Regions from separate parts of the Mus musculus genome. Here region 2 is linked to region 1. The links are chromatin contacts, called in public Micro-C maps. All regions are on one chromosome and are shown on one strand. Each heading gives the region's core, a stretch centred on a gene start, on an enhancer-like site or on the middle of the called end of the contact. The rest is flanking DNA. Distances are from core to core; before and after follow the strand shown. Region 1 overlaps Tbck (TBC1 domain containing kinase). Region 2 overlaps Npnt (nephronectin).

Region 1 (7,204 bases), core at 2,666-5,165:
TGCTAACCAAGGCTGGCAGAAGAAAATTTACCATTCCTGGAGACAAAGAACCCAGGGGCTCATAAGAGATTCATGGCAAGAAGCCTTCCAGGAGAGAAGGCTTCATGCTCTTTAACCCATAACTTCTCAGAGCCTCTCACTGGATAAACAACTAGGATTTAGAAGCCACAGGCATTTTCTTTGTGGGCTAGAAAGAAGTGTGAAGAAGGGCAGAGAATGGATCTGCAATGGGCAGTAGAGTGAGGAGAAGATATTCAGCGCAAACACAGACACGCACTGGAATTTCAATGCTTCAAAATGACATGCATTTAATTCAGTGGCTATGAGGGAAGCACCTATACTGCTGTGCAGGTCTGGGTAGCAGAGGAAAATACAAAACAGTACAAATAAGTGTCTGAAGTTGTCTTTGACCTTTGCTGGGAAACATCATTAAAGATAGATCCAATTAGAATAAATTATTATTTTATTATTATTTATAATTTATTATTATTTATTATTATCCCAATTTAAAACTATCACAAATAAGTTACTGGTTACTGGACTGAGGCATTAGTAGCTGTGCATATAATTTGTTTAATCTTTATTGTCTATAATGATACAGCAAAAGGGATTTAAAAGGAAATTACTAGGACATGACTTCTAATAAACATGATGCTAATTTAGAATAAGATGATTCATTAGTTACCGATCCTATACTACATGTGAGTATGCATTTTTCTGTATTTCCTTCATATTTTGAACTTAGATTTATTGGTTTGTACATAACAGATTATTGATGTCTTAATAGAAATAATCTATGTATTGACAGATATGTTTTACCTTATGGCAAAATTAGATAAATGACACAGATTAATATGATTAGGATGTTTGGAAGGAGTTGGCAGTTTAAAGAGTTTTTTTAAACCTATTAGAAACTGTTTAATGGTGGTGACTACTTAATGAAAATGGGACCATAATCTGGTAAAGTGTACTTAAGGTTTTGGTTTCGTGCACTGGGATGAACTGCTATGCTGTGCACAAAGTCAGAATAAGCTAGTTTTAAAGCCTGGGCACATGGCAGCATTCAGACTCACAAGCCTCTGGAGCTGAGCTAAAGGCAGCACTTCAGAGTGATAAGAGGTATTGTGAGTGGGGCTCTGGGTAGGCACATTAGGTAAACTGAATCCAAATTTCTCTCATTTGAGATGGGTAGAATAATTCTACCTTGTCTTAGCTACTTTTGCTTTCACTATGATTTTATTTATTTATTTATTTATTTATTTATTTATTAGATATTTTCATTTACATTTCAAATATTATCCCAAAAGTTCGCTAAACCCTCCCTCCGCCCTGCTCCCCTACCCACCCACTCCTGCTTCTTGGCCCTGGCATTCCCCTGTACTGAGGCAGATAAAGTTTGCAATACAAAGGGGCCTCTCTTCCCAGTGATGGCTGACTAGGCCATCGTCTGCTACATATGCAGCTAGAGACATGAGCTCCGGGGGGTACTGGTTAGTTCATATTGTTGTTCCACCTATAGGGTTGCAGATCCCTTTAGCTCCTTGATTACTTTCTCTAGCTCCTCCATTGGGGGCCCTGTGATCCATCCAATAGATGACTGTGAGCATCCAGTTCTGTGCTTTCGCTATGATTTAAAAAACTTGACAAAAGCAACGAAGAAGGGATTTTATTTGACTCACAATGCAAAGGTATATAGCCTATCATGTCAAGGTGACAGGAGCTGGAAGCGGCTGTTAATACAAGATGCTCAGCTTCCTTTGTCCACTTACATAATCTAGGTGTGGCACCACGAAGTGGAGGGGCCTTCCTATCTCAGTTCAGACAAGACAATGCTGAAAAGGCATACACACATTCCACACACACACACACACACACACACACACACACACACACACACACACACACACGGAAGTCAGAGAACAACCTGTGGCAGTCCTTTGCTCACCATGTAGATCTCAGAGACTAGACTCACCTTGTCAGACTTGGAGAAAGTACCTTTACCCACTGAGCCATCTTGCCCACCAAGTTTTGGATACTTAAAGACTATGTCTAAAATTCTTCACATTCTCATGTTGCCCACATTAAAAAACAAACAAAAACCCAACATATTTAAAGTTTGTCCCTTTAATAGAGACATAAAGGAAATTGAATGGGAATACTTTTAACTCCACTCCTGATTTTCCAACAAATATTGCTCTTCCTTGACTTTTCCTTGGTCTCCTTATTCATTCTGCCCTAGCACCATGGGGTTTGTTTGACTGGTAAAGCTGGGACAGCTCAGCCTGTCTTCCCCTAGTAACTGCTACTTTCCTGGGGAAAATTCTTTTACACCTTCTGGAAAGGCTTGGATGGGTCAGGCTCTGCATCAGCGCAACAGCTACGTTCTCTACTGACTCTGAAGATGTCATCTGCAACCCTGCTCTGCTTGGCTTTTGTATGCTGTAGTCTCTGATGTCTTTTTTTTTTTTAAAGTATAGAATAGAGTTTATTCAGGACATGGGGAGGGGAAATTGAGAGGGTAGTAGAGAAAGGGAGAGAGAGAGGGAGAGGGAGAGGGAGAGGGAGAAAGAAACCGAGCAAGCAAGCAGAGGCCGGCTATAAGCACATGGAGAGAGGGGGGGGCGGGGGGGGGGAAATGGAGAGAGAGAGTAAAGGGAAAAGAGGACAGAGTTAGAGCAAGAAAGCAAGAGCTGTCTCTGATGTCTTGTCTTGTCTTTCCTTTCTTTCTTTTTCTCTTTCTTTTGAGGCAGGGACTCTCTACATAGCCCTGGCACTTGCTGTTTAGACCAGGCTGTCCTTGACCTCAAAGAGATCCACTTGTCTCTGACTCACAAGTGTTTGAATTAAAGGCCTGCCTTACCAATCACAGCAGGCTCCATTCTCATTCATATTCTCTCTCTCTCTCTCTCTCTCTCTCTCTCTCTCTCTCTCTCTCTCCCTCCCTCCCTCCCTCCCTCTCTCCCCCCCTCCCCTCATGGTGGCAGTTTTGGTCATCACATGTACTTTTTATTTGTCAGTTTGCTTAGAATTACTCAGCAGTTCCTCTCTCAATCTGCTCAACTCTTGTTTCATGATCTGACGGACACTTGGCCCTTGAGTTTCTGGGTAAAGAAGTCTCCCAAGCCCAACAGGCCCCACCAGGGCAGCTTCAGAGCCTGCGCTCAGCCTTGCTGCTCTCACAGAAGTTCTCTCTGTGCTTTTGAAATGTCAAAAAACCAGTTAGAAAAAAAAAAAAAACAAAAACCAAAAACCCTGAAAACCTATGCCATCATATTAATTTATGTTTCATATAACATAATAATGTTGGTAATGGAGGCAGCTAACTTTATAAAGAAAGGAGGTGTAATTAGCTCATAGTTGCAAAGGCAGGGAGCCCAAAGGCCTACAGTCAGTGCCCACTGTGGATGGTAGTACTGTAGAAGTCCCACTGGTGTTCACACTCGGTCCCACAGGCACTTACATAGACAGACCTCCACTGACCACAGGACTTCCCACTAGGGCCCACTCTTAAGTCCGACCTTTTAGTATTACCCAACTTACAACTAAGGTCTTAACATGCAGACTTTTGACAAACAACATCAGAAGCTACTATTGGGGTTTCCTAAGCTTCCTACTATTCATCCTGATGCTGAAAACTGGACTGTGTGTGGGGGGAAGAAGGCTTCCATAAGAGGCCTGCTCCTCTTGGTAAGAATGCAGACAGATCCATACAGTTAGACTTATCTATGAAGAAAGATAAGAAACTTATCTCTGAAGAAACACATTTTCGACAACCTAGACAGTAGGCAGGAACAGTTGAGGACATCTCTGGGGACACTTACCTCAGCTGTTTGCTTAGCCACGTGGCCTACAACCACAATGACTTTCCCCTTGAAGTTGTGCAGCATGGTGGTGTAAGGGCCTTGGCTGAGCTCTCCTTCTGCCGTGAACGCTGCGCTGAATGGGATGTTGATGCTGCCTGCAATGTGCCCGCGAACGAAGCTGACAGGGAGCTTAAGGAAAACTGTTTTTTAAAAAATTTCCATGTTCACCTGAGTATTTTATTTGAACAAAGTGAGATTCTCTAAGGAGGAAGAAAATTAAATTTCAGAATAAAGTGGAACAGAGAAAGGAAGAGACGTACTCATCAGTGGAAACTGAAAGCAACCCTGACCCAGTTAAGCCATGGTCCTCAACTGGCTACAGCCTGTGTGCTATCATGTTCACCAGCACAACCGGGCATAGTTCAAAGTCCACTGTCTCAGGGCAAATTTGATACTGAAAAATATTTGCAAAGTAGATGCTAAGTCAGACTTCATTTAGAACTGTTAGAGGTCACCAGCCCCAGCTGGAAACTGTTCTGTTGCAGGTTAATGTGTCCAGCAAACTCAGCTGACATATCCATTATTCTGAGTTCATATCCTCCAGAAGGTGCCATATCTTATGCTTCTTATACTTTAGAATTCTGATGCTCAAAGTGACTATCACTGTTAGTTTAGGAAATAAAGTCATCCATTAAGCAGGAGCTCACACACACACACACACACACACACACACACACACACACACACACACTCTTTACTAAGTAATTAGAGTATGATCGGATGAATTAATTAAAAATAGAACTTTGGAAATTAAAAGGACATGGTTATACCCAGAAAACTGTAAAAGAGAGGTATGAGCTACTGGGTAGATTACATTGGTTTGAGAGGATGGGGCGGGGTTTGCTGAGGGGGTGATGGTAAGGTTAAATCCTGAAGAACAGATAGAAGTTAGGACAAAGAAGTGGAAGGAAGTGGAGGAGGGATGGGGAGCTGAGGCGGAGATTTTGTAGTCACAGTGGGGCGGAGGGAGCATATACCCAGCTAAGGCGGGGAAGGACAACACCGTGGAATTTAAGTGTGAGATAAAGGGAGGTGGAGGCTGGACTGTGCCTGTGCTGTTTGTGAGAACGATATTTTTTCTGCCAGTAAGGAAAACCCATGTATTCTAAGCAGAAAAGCAGGATACTGGATTTGCACTTGAGTGCTGCTGTGGGGAAAAGCACAAAGGAAACTGTGTACCTAGTTAATGAGAAATTTGGGTTATAGCTCCTTTCTTAATAATAATCACTGTTGACTACCATGAAAGGCCATCTCTGTATTCAATAGAGCCCCCTCCCCTAAACTGTCACATAAGGGACTAAGACAAGTGATAGTTTAAAAGGCTATGACCCGAGCAAGTACTGTTTCCCCTCTGCATGTCTCAGTGTGGGAGGGAACCATCTATGTTGAAACAGTAGTTATCAATGAGCTCAGGCTGCAGGCTTCCCCGCTCCTCACTCAAGGAGAGTGGACAGATCCGGGCTCCTCCTTTCTAGAAGGTAGCAGGCACAAGAAAACATTTAATATGAATATTAAAAGAAATGTGAGATACAATTCATGTTGGAATCTCAGTGGACTTGCTTAGAGAAGTGTAGAATGGGGAGACTATTTATAAACACAGGTCGAGGACCCTTGAACTTCAGGTGTGCATCACCACTGCCCGGGTGGCATTAGTCTCTCAAAAACAATTATCCTAGAGTCTCAATGGTAATCTTCAGGAACAATGGGGTCTTTAAAAATAAGAATCCTGAAAATACTTAAAAATATTCAGTAGATATCTTAAGAGTGGTATTTAAAATGCCAACCAGGAGTCCGGCCGCTCATTTCTTCTCAGCAGGCCTGCAGCAGCTGCAGTAGGACCTTGTGTTTCTCAGCCAGCACTTCTGGACTGAGATCCACCTGACTTAGCAGTTTTACAGCAGCAAAATCAATGCAGATCTATCCTAGCTAAGCGCAGGGGCAGGCATGTCCACACAGCCCACCTGTTCCTTCCTTCCTGTTTGAACAGCCTCAGACATGCCCTAGGGACAGGGTGCCCCTTGGCCATGATGTTTGTGTTAGATAATCCTACTACTTCATGCTATAGCTGGCAGGGAAGATGGTGTGGAGGGCAGAGCTAGGTACTTGAGGCAAACTTGGATTAATCTTATTTTCTTTCTCAAAAATGAGGAAAGACTCATTAGATGTGTTTAGAACATAAAAATCACATTTGAATGCCTCTATATAGAATAATACAATACCGTATATAAAAAAACTAGAATCATCTACTTTAGAAGAAAAACTGCTCAAAGTTAAATTCTGTGAATATATGGTTTTAAAAGTAATTCATCTGCATATAAATGTTCAACATCATTATCTAAAATCAAAGACACATAGGAATAATTTTTACATGATATTTAGTATATACTTTTAAAGGAGACTTGTCTATATTGCCTTTTAGTCATTAAAAGTATGTTATAAACTTGTTATTTGCAGAATTTTCTGTTAGTTATGCTTTATGGTTTGATTTTTTAAAATGGGGATTAAATGTCAAAATGCTTGACAAAATATGATGAAAATAAGAGTTTTGGAGAAGAGGAAAGTTCTGTCCAAACCCCAAAATACTTCAAGTCGTTCTTCCCATCATGCTTTAGGAAACAAAACACAAAGGAGCAGGGCCTTAGACCACAGTTTCCTCATGTAGAACGGTCCTGGAAACCATCTAAGGACACCCTTCCCAGAACACTGTCAAGAGGCAGAGACTGAGTGAGCACAGATGTTTGGACACACAGGACTGTCAAGCCTCCCCATCTCCTACCCATAACTGCGTTTCTGGCAAACAGCAGAGGAGAAAGAGCCAGGCCTAGTTACAGTCACTGCAATTACAACAAGCAGTCTCTTTTGTCTTAGTATGTTTGACAGGGAAGAAAACAGTTTTGGTTACTTACGGACCTTTGGTCCTCGGTAATTATGTTCATTGCTCACAACACAAATCCTTATCTGGGTGGCAGTAAGATGTATTGGAACTTCTGGACACCGTAGAGGTGATCACATTATTACTGTAACGGGATGTAGCTGAATGTGTTTTGTAAAAACTGTAGATTCAAAATCACAAATACTGAGTATCTTAGTTTCTTGTTTGGTTGTTTTGTTGTTGTTGTTGCTGTGGCAAAATATACTGGGGAAAAAGCAGCACAAGAAAGAACGGGTGTGTTTACCTCCTAGTTCAATCTACCATGACAGAAAAATCAAGGCAGCAAGACGATGAAGCAGCAAGTCACACTGCACCAAGATCAGGAAACAGTGATGTGAACGCCCATGCTCAGTGCTCAGATAATGTCTTCTTTTTCATGTAGCCCAGGACCCAAGCCCGAGAAATGGTA
Region 2 (7,204 bases), core at 1,662-4,161, 71 kb before region 1:
CTGGACCTGATGTATTCAGTACATCCAGCCTCTAAGAGGGACTGGGTCCGATCTGAGTGATGCACAACAGAAAGGTCTACACGCTTGGATGAGGAGCTTGTCGGTAATGTTCACTGCTGTAGTGAAATAACCCTTTTGAGTAAGGTACACCATGAAGGATAAGGTACAGCATGAAGGTACATGCACTCAGGTTAAATTTTAGAAAATTCATTTGTTTTGTAGAAACAGGCTGCTTGTAATAGTCCTTGTAAAACAAACTAAATTGATTTTTTAGAACACTTTTTTAGAACCATGTGCTACTATTCAGCACCTTTCATTGTTACCATATTTGCAGATGTTTCAGGCTGTGGGTCACATTCTTCTTGTCCTCTAGTAGGAGATAGATGAAATGTGGAATGATGGGGGCATATCTTACGTGGTCATCGGACTGTGTTAGAGCAGAGCAAATGGAAAGATCGTGGCAGCCATGGCAGCAGCTTAGCTGGGTTAACCCCTGAGCACAGATCTGCCTCCCAGAGGCTGGTTTCTAGTTTTTATTTAAAACAACAAAACAAAACAAAACAAACAAACTTGGATGAAATGGAAATGGAATTTAGATACTGAAGAAAACTTGACCTAATTGTGACTCAGAGTAGAAAGTGATTGTGTGTGTTAACAAATCCAGCATCCATGAGGTTAGGTTAATGGGCTACACACAGAGATAAACTCTGATGGTAAGTATGTCTCAAGCTCTAGAAACCAACCACAACTGTGGAAAGATGCAAGCAAGACCTAAATGTGAAGGATTTGGTACATAAGGACTTTATTATGGGTGAATCTCATGACACTTGTTTTAAGAAGATAGACCATGTCTATAGGTATGATTCTTTTCTACAATATAAATTATGCTATGGTGAAGTGATTGGTCCACTTCTGGGCAGCCGTTCTTATCTAGGACTTAGTTGCACATCATTCAGAGAGTATGTCTCTGGATGGAGAGGTGTTTCTTCCTTGACCTGTGAAAAGTAGGTAAAGGCCAAAATGTTTCACCTGGAGAAGAAGCAACAGAATGTACTGCTTTGAAACAATTGACCCAAGGTTGACCAGTTGTTCTTTGTGATTCAAACAGGCATAAGAGGTAGGATTTGTGCCAGAAAACAATGTAGATGGATTTAAACTCTCAAAAAGAACATTCAGGAGAGCTACTAGAAAGAGCAGACTGATATGAGGGGAAGAGCCTTCTGCTGGAGATGTTTGGTGGGGTGGCCTCTGCTAAGATGTTGTTAAAGGACTAAAGCTTCACCTGAGATGAGATGACCTCTTAATCCAGTTGTGAGGGTCTGTGGTCATTCGGAAAATGTCCCCTGGAACCCTAAGGGAATTGGCAAATAATGTTTTAGATTGGAGAAAAGGATGGAAAGAGCATAAGATGGCAGAGAGTTGACAGACTGAGCAAGTGCACGTGTCAATATGCCCTTCAGAATGGGTCCTCGGAGTGCTGGGGAATTCCAACCATACTCCTCTGAGCTGTACATGCGTGCTATGGCGTGTGGGCATTCCCGCTCCTCCCAACAATGAGTCACCCGGTGAACAAAATTAAAGAGAACTTAAACCCAAGTCAGCGCGGCTGCATGGAGGAAGAAGTGAAGCAGCCGTGTTCCTCACTGTTACAATGGTAGAGTTTTGAACATGTGTAGAAAAGGGTTGTTGGGATCTTGGGCACCTTGGTTTGTTCGATGTGCTGTTTGCATGCAGTGTCTCGAAAATGGTATTAGCATACATTCCTTAGGGCTTAAGATAATCCCTGCTTTCTTGAACCTGGCAGGTTCACCGTAATAATCTTACCTTACCCTTAACCACAGACGCAGACTTAGACAGACACTTAACATGCACATAAAACTTTTGGCCCAGTATTTTGGGGCTGTCAATATGTGAGGAAAGGGAGCCAAGATAAGGAAGGAGGAAGCCAACGCCTTGTGTTTGCTTTGTGTTTTCATTGACTCGGTACATGAGTCAGCAAATTTCTGGCTTTTTAAAAATTTTTTATTTTTTTATTTTATTTTATTTTATTTTTGCTATATTTTTGGAACATCAGCTATACAAATAACTTTAATTTTCTCCACTCTGTCCTAGGATGCTGGTGGGGAAGTTTGAGGTAGGGATGGGACTGACTGGTTTCAGCTTTTGCAGCCTGCAGGGAACACTTAGCACGGGGCGAGGGTATATCACAGTAACTCAAAGTCCTTTGTTACCTAGGAGAAATGCCAACAGGAACTTGGTAGAGAAAAACACCCAAGTCTCTGGCCATGTGGTGTAGAAATGAATCGTAAGGTGATGGTGATGGTGATGGTGTCTTTGAAAAGGAAGTGAGGTTTCTCCCACAGCAGATAACAAGTGCCCAGGATTCCAACCACATTCTTCCCATGGACCCAATGTTGAAACCCTCAATCGCCTGTGACAAAAACCGCCTGCAGGAATTGTCATCTGTAGAAGCGCTGGCTTTTGAAACACTCATAACCTTCCCTTGCAAGCAGCTGCCCCCACTTTACTGGTGCTTAGCTCTTTTTTTTTTTTTTTTTTTTAAATTGCACTGCTCTATAGATGTTGGGGTCTGAGGTCAGCCAAGGTGACTTGTCAAAAGTGGAGGGCTTTTATTAAGTTTTTATGTTCTCTTAGATACAACAAGACAGACATTCAGACACATAGACAGAGATATACAGTTTTTAACTTGTATGTATGTGTGTGTATACAAGCTGTGCGTTTTATTGCCCTGAGATTACTTGTCTACAAATAAATCTTACCAGGGAAATTTTGGGTCATTTTTACTAAAACAGCGCGGGATGCCCACCAGCACAGAGATGGTGAGGATCAGGAGGCAGTTCATGTATGTGGTAGGGGTGTGAGACTCTATTCCAAGGAAACAGCCAGTGTTCGGTTACTAATCCTGAACTCATGATGCGTTGTCTTCTGTGGGCAAAGTACGTGGGTGTTATTTGTGAACATCATAGCATTTACAACAGGCGTAGAAATAAGCTATTGTTTTTCTTCATAGAGATCTGAGATTCTTCATCAATGAATGTTACAGTATGAAGTTTATTAAAAATCTCCTGTCCGTGCAGTTTGTGCTAGAAAGAGGCCCTGCTTTGCCATTGCAGGTGGACAGTATCTCACAGTGTCTGCAGCCAAAGCCCCGGGGGGAAAAGCCGCTCGCTTGGTGTTACGTCTCGGCCACCTCATGCATTCAGGGGACCTGTGCCTGTCCTTTAGGCACAAGGTGACTGGGCTGCACTCGGGCACACTGCAGGTGTTTGTGAGGAAACACGGTACCCACGGAGCAGCCCTGTGGGGAAGAAATGGTGGCCATGGCTGGAGGCAAACCCAGATCACCTTGCGAGGGGCTGACGTCAAAAGCGTAAGTAGATCCCCCAAACGGAAGTGCTGCTTTCATGGGAGAGCCTGGCAAGGAGCCTTGCGCTGTACAATTCAGGGCCAGTGTTTTGTGGCTTTTCCTGGAGGGCTCCATCCATCGCCTCTTCCTGGAATTCTTTTCTGCTTCTTCATCCTCCTTCATTGCAACCTTGACCACCAGACCCTCGCTCAATTGTGATGATCAATCGTTTTCAATGAGAGAAAATCAGTAATAGAAAATTTAAGGGGAAAAAAAGGAGTTGATAAACACATCCAGGGTCTGAGTGTTGTGGTTAACAGTGCCTGCTTTTCCTCTACCTTCAGTTCCTTAACCTTCCAACTTTTACCTCTGCGGCTGCAGTAGCTCTTCTTTCTATTTTTAAGTGTTTCTTTGAAATTCGTTTCCCTCTTTGGCCCAAAGATGAGTTAAGCGGCTCCAGGTGGGAGCCCAGATCCAGGTTTGAACAGTGTTGTTCAGGATGGGTTATGGTGGAAGTATTGAATGGGGATGCTATTTGTATTTAATTTTTAAATTTTATTTTAAATAACCAAGTTCTGGGTAGTGAGAAAATGATCTGTCACATGCCACCAAATATAACGGGTGACTCTCAGAAAATGTCATCTTGAGGTAGACGCTTATACAACTTTGCCCTGAAGTGTCTACATCATTCTTACAGAGTTTCTTGAGACCACATTAGAAGCACAGACCCCATTACAGCTTTCAGGGGGGTCATTAGATGCCTGTGTACGTTTTGCCTTTGTCTTCTTTAAATGCATTGCTTCATGCCATAGTATTGAAAGGTCTGGTCCAGTTTTAAGGGAGCAGGGATACCCTACAGAGGATAAAATGTGAAAGAGTAAAATCTCTAAAAGCTGGGGGCTCTTTAGCCCCTACTTCCTCAGCATTGTGTCACACTCTACTCTTCTTCCTTCCAAACCTTGGTAATCTTTGACCATTGTCTACTTTGCCAACATTTCTGCAGTAAACGAGTGTGTAGTGAGAATGCCAGTTTGAAGAGTAACTGATTCTGGGCCCTTCGGTCTGATGAGCAGCTGGACGATCAGTCGGAGGGCATCCTGAAAGGCCAGGGCCCGGGACGAGGCTGGCCCTTGAGCTCTAGTGTTCCCACTTGCCATAGAAATCTGATCTTCGGTTTGGGGGAAGGGTTGCCTTACCATGCTCCATGAGTGAGCACTGGGAAAAGGGGCAGAGGAGGCCTGACCAGTGTATACGTTCTCTCCCTAGGTCATCTTCAAAGGTGAAAAAAGGCGTGGTCACACGGGGGAGATTGGATTGGATGATGTGAGCTTGAAAAGAGGTCGCTGCTGAGAAGACCCCTGGCAGCTCCCGAGCTAGCAGTGAATTTGTCGCTCTCCCTCATTTCCCAATGCTTGCCCTCTTGTCTCCCTCTTATCAGGCCTAGGGCAGGAGTGGGTCAGGAGGAAGGTTGCTTGGTGACTCGGGTCTCGGTGGCCTGTTTTGGTGCAATCCCAGTGAACAGTGACACTCTCGAAGTACAGGAGCATCTGGAGACACCTCCGGGCCCTTCTGGGGTGTTACCTTATATGGTGTCTTCTTTAGGAAGGCCTTTGGCATGTGTGACCGGGACCATCCTTCATCCTGGTTATAGAGTGGGCCTGCTAGCCAACTACGGGAGACGTTTTCATTCTGTGCAAATGGTATTCTGTGATCTGTCCAGTGTTGTACCATGAGTAGTACTGACTTTGCTTACAGTATGACAGTATGATGTACAGCGTGCTTGTGAAACTAGTGTATCTTTTTCACTTCAGTTACTTCTGGCCTGACCTCAATCCATATTCTTTATAACGGAGGGGTGTGCAACATATTAAGATGCATTTATTCTTGTAAACTGTGTCTTTCTGTTAAAGACAGTTATATAGGGTGGGCATGGAATTTCCTGGTTAGCAGTACTGTGTTTGTGTAAATGTGCTATTACTATAAGTATTTACATGTTCCGAATATCCACAGACTCTAGTTGCAAGGTCAAAGGCAGCTTATGATCCCCTGAGTTAAAAAAAAAATACATGGTGACCTGTCATCTATGCTATGACTTAAACCAGCAGCAAGAAAACTGGCAAAGGTGTGCGGCTTGGGGTAGTGTCATGATGGCTTTGTTTCTGTGTCCTTGAGTTTGACCTATTCAGAAAACCATTCAAGGGAAGCAAGGACCTGCAGTTAATATATAAAACCCCTATGCTTCCGGTTATACTTTAAACTGACAGCCTTCACCACTGTTACATGCCTCCACCAGTAAGAAGCTTTGTAAAGATTCTGGGGGGGGGAGCGGAGGACCAGAGGACAGCCCATAAGACAGGTGCTTTAAATCAGCAAGGTTTCCACGAGTGCAGCTAATGTGTTACCTGAGGCTGGGCTAGGAAGCAGGCCTGTGCACAGAGGTGACGCTGCCGATGATGGAGCAACACTAGCACTGTCGAGGAGGACAAGATTGGAATTTTAATATCGACAGAGCCCCAACTTCGTCTCCTCCCTGTCAGACCGCTGTTTTAAAAAAACACATAGCTTTAGAGAGTCAACTTTTCTCCTTAGCATTTCTCACCCTTCTGATTAAGTAATCAAAATATTTTCTGCTGTTTTTGCCAGGAGACACAAAGATGATTAAAGGGTTGGAAAAAAAGATCTATGGTGACAAACTAAAGGAACTGGGAGTGTTCTGCCTGGAGAAGAGAAGACTGAGGGGCAGGCCGTGGGGGCTCCTCCAGGCTGCGAAGGGTTGGCACCAAGAGCTTGGGGAGCGGCTGTTCTCCATGTGTCCTGAGAATAGGACCAGAGGGAACAGGCTTAGGCTAGAGTGTGAGGGGGACTTTCCTGGCAGGGACAGTTGCTAAGCCCAATCCTTTACAAAAAAGAAGTGTGATCATATTCATTCTCCTCCTACTCCCTCCTTCCCTCCCTCCCTTCCTTCCTTCTTTCCTCCCTCCCTTCCTTCTTTCCTCCCCCCCTTACTTCTACCTTCATCTCTCTCTCTCCCTTTCTGTTCTCTTCTCTTCCTCTCTATCTTCTTTGTCCCTTCCCTCCATTAAAAAAAAAAAAAAAACTACATAAAATGTTAGGTATTTAAGGTGTACGTACTTCAAGGTAAAGTCCCTGATCATGGACACTAGAAGACACTTTGGTCTCCAAAGTAGTCCATGATAATGACCATCTTCAGAACTGAGCAGTTTGGACTGAGCTCCAAGGTAGACTTTCTGCTCTTGGCCTCCTCCTGTAAAGGGCACAAAAGGAAATGTCAAGCTCACTGAAAGGGTCTTCACTCAACAGCCAACCCAGCAGTATTAACAGAACAAATCCCCAAATTCTTTATTCCTGGAGAGGGTGTGTCACACAGGTGCTATCGAATCTTAATAATGTCCTAATATGGTGGTGTTAATGTTTGATTCCTGGGTAAGGGTGCGACCCCCCACGGTTTGTTCAGTCGATGCTTAGACTTGTTTTTCAAAGAGACCCCCAAGAAACATGAGGCAGAGAGAGCCTGTCTGGTGCATTGCCTGGCTTGCATTGACAAGTTAACATGGCTACTGAAGGTGTGTCAACCACAGCACCGTTAGCCCTCGTCCTTGCCTCCTTCCATGACTCACTTTCTCACCAGGAGCCTTCCAAGTTCCACGAGCTGGTAATGCTTTTTGAACAGCTCCAAGTGACTTTGCCATTTAGCTCAACAGACACAGATTTGGGGCTTCTGAAGTAGAAGTAAAGAGCACCTAAGATGTCCTTAGGTCCATTTTTTTTAATGATTCATTTCCTTCTTGGTCATGTAACTGCACAGCTGATTCAGAA

What was found. A called contact is a pair of places that touch in the nucleus more often than the background predicts.
Region 2: a contact with region 1 is called in a Micro-C map of the G1E-ER4 cell line, with 3 times the contacts expected there. The contact joins two enhancer-like sites. A contact is called at or near these places in 4 of 484 Hi-C or Micro-C datasets (the G1E-ER4 cell line, liver, myocytes and 1 more).

Annotation. Positions count from the first base shown.
Region 1 is chr3:132,811,967-132,819,170 of GRCm38.p6, reverse strand. It overlaps Tbck (TBC1 domain containing kinase), which reads right to left. Exons shown (of 26, transcript NM_001163455.2): 25 at 3,822-3,981. Among named protein-coding and RNA genes, the nearest start is that of Gm30294, 38 kb to the right of the region's middle. Within about 2 kb of position 3,915, at least 21 of the 459 cell types and tissues checked have an H3K27ac peak or open chromatin away from gene starts, as enhancers often do. A contact at or near this core is called in the G1E-ER4 cell line, where this site is marked.
Region 2 is chr3:132,881,943-132,889,146 of GRCm38.p6, reverse strand. It overlaps Npnt (nephronectin), which reads left to right. Exons shown (of 14, transcript NM_001287101.1): 13 at 3,135-3,391; 14 at 4,634-7,204. The coding sequence ends at 4,717. Among named protein-coding and RNA genes, the nearest start is that of Gm29811, 6.9 kb to the right of the region's middle. Within about 2 kb of position 2,911, at least 33 of the 459 cell types and tissues checked have an H3K27ac peak or open chromatin away from gene starts, as enhancers often do. A contact at or near this core is called in the G1E-ER4 cell line, where this site is marked.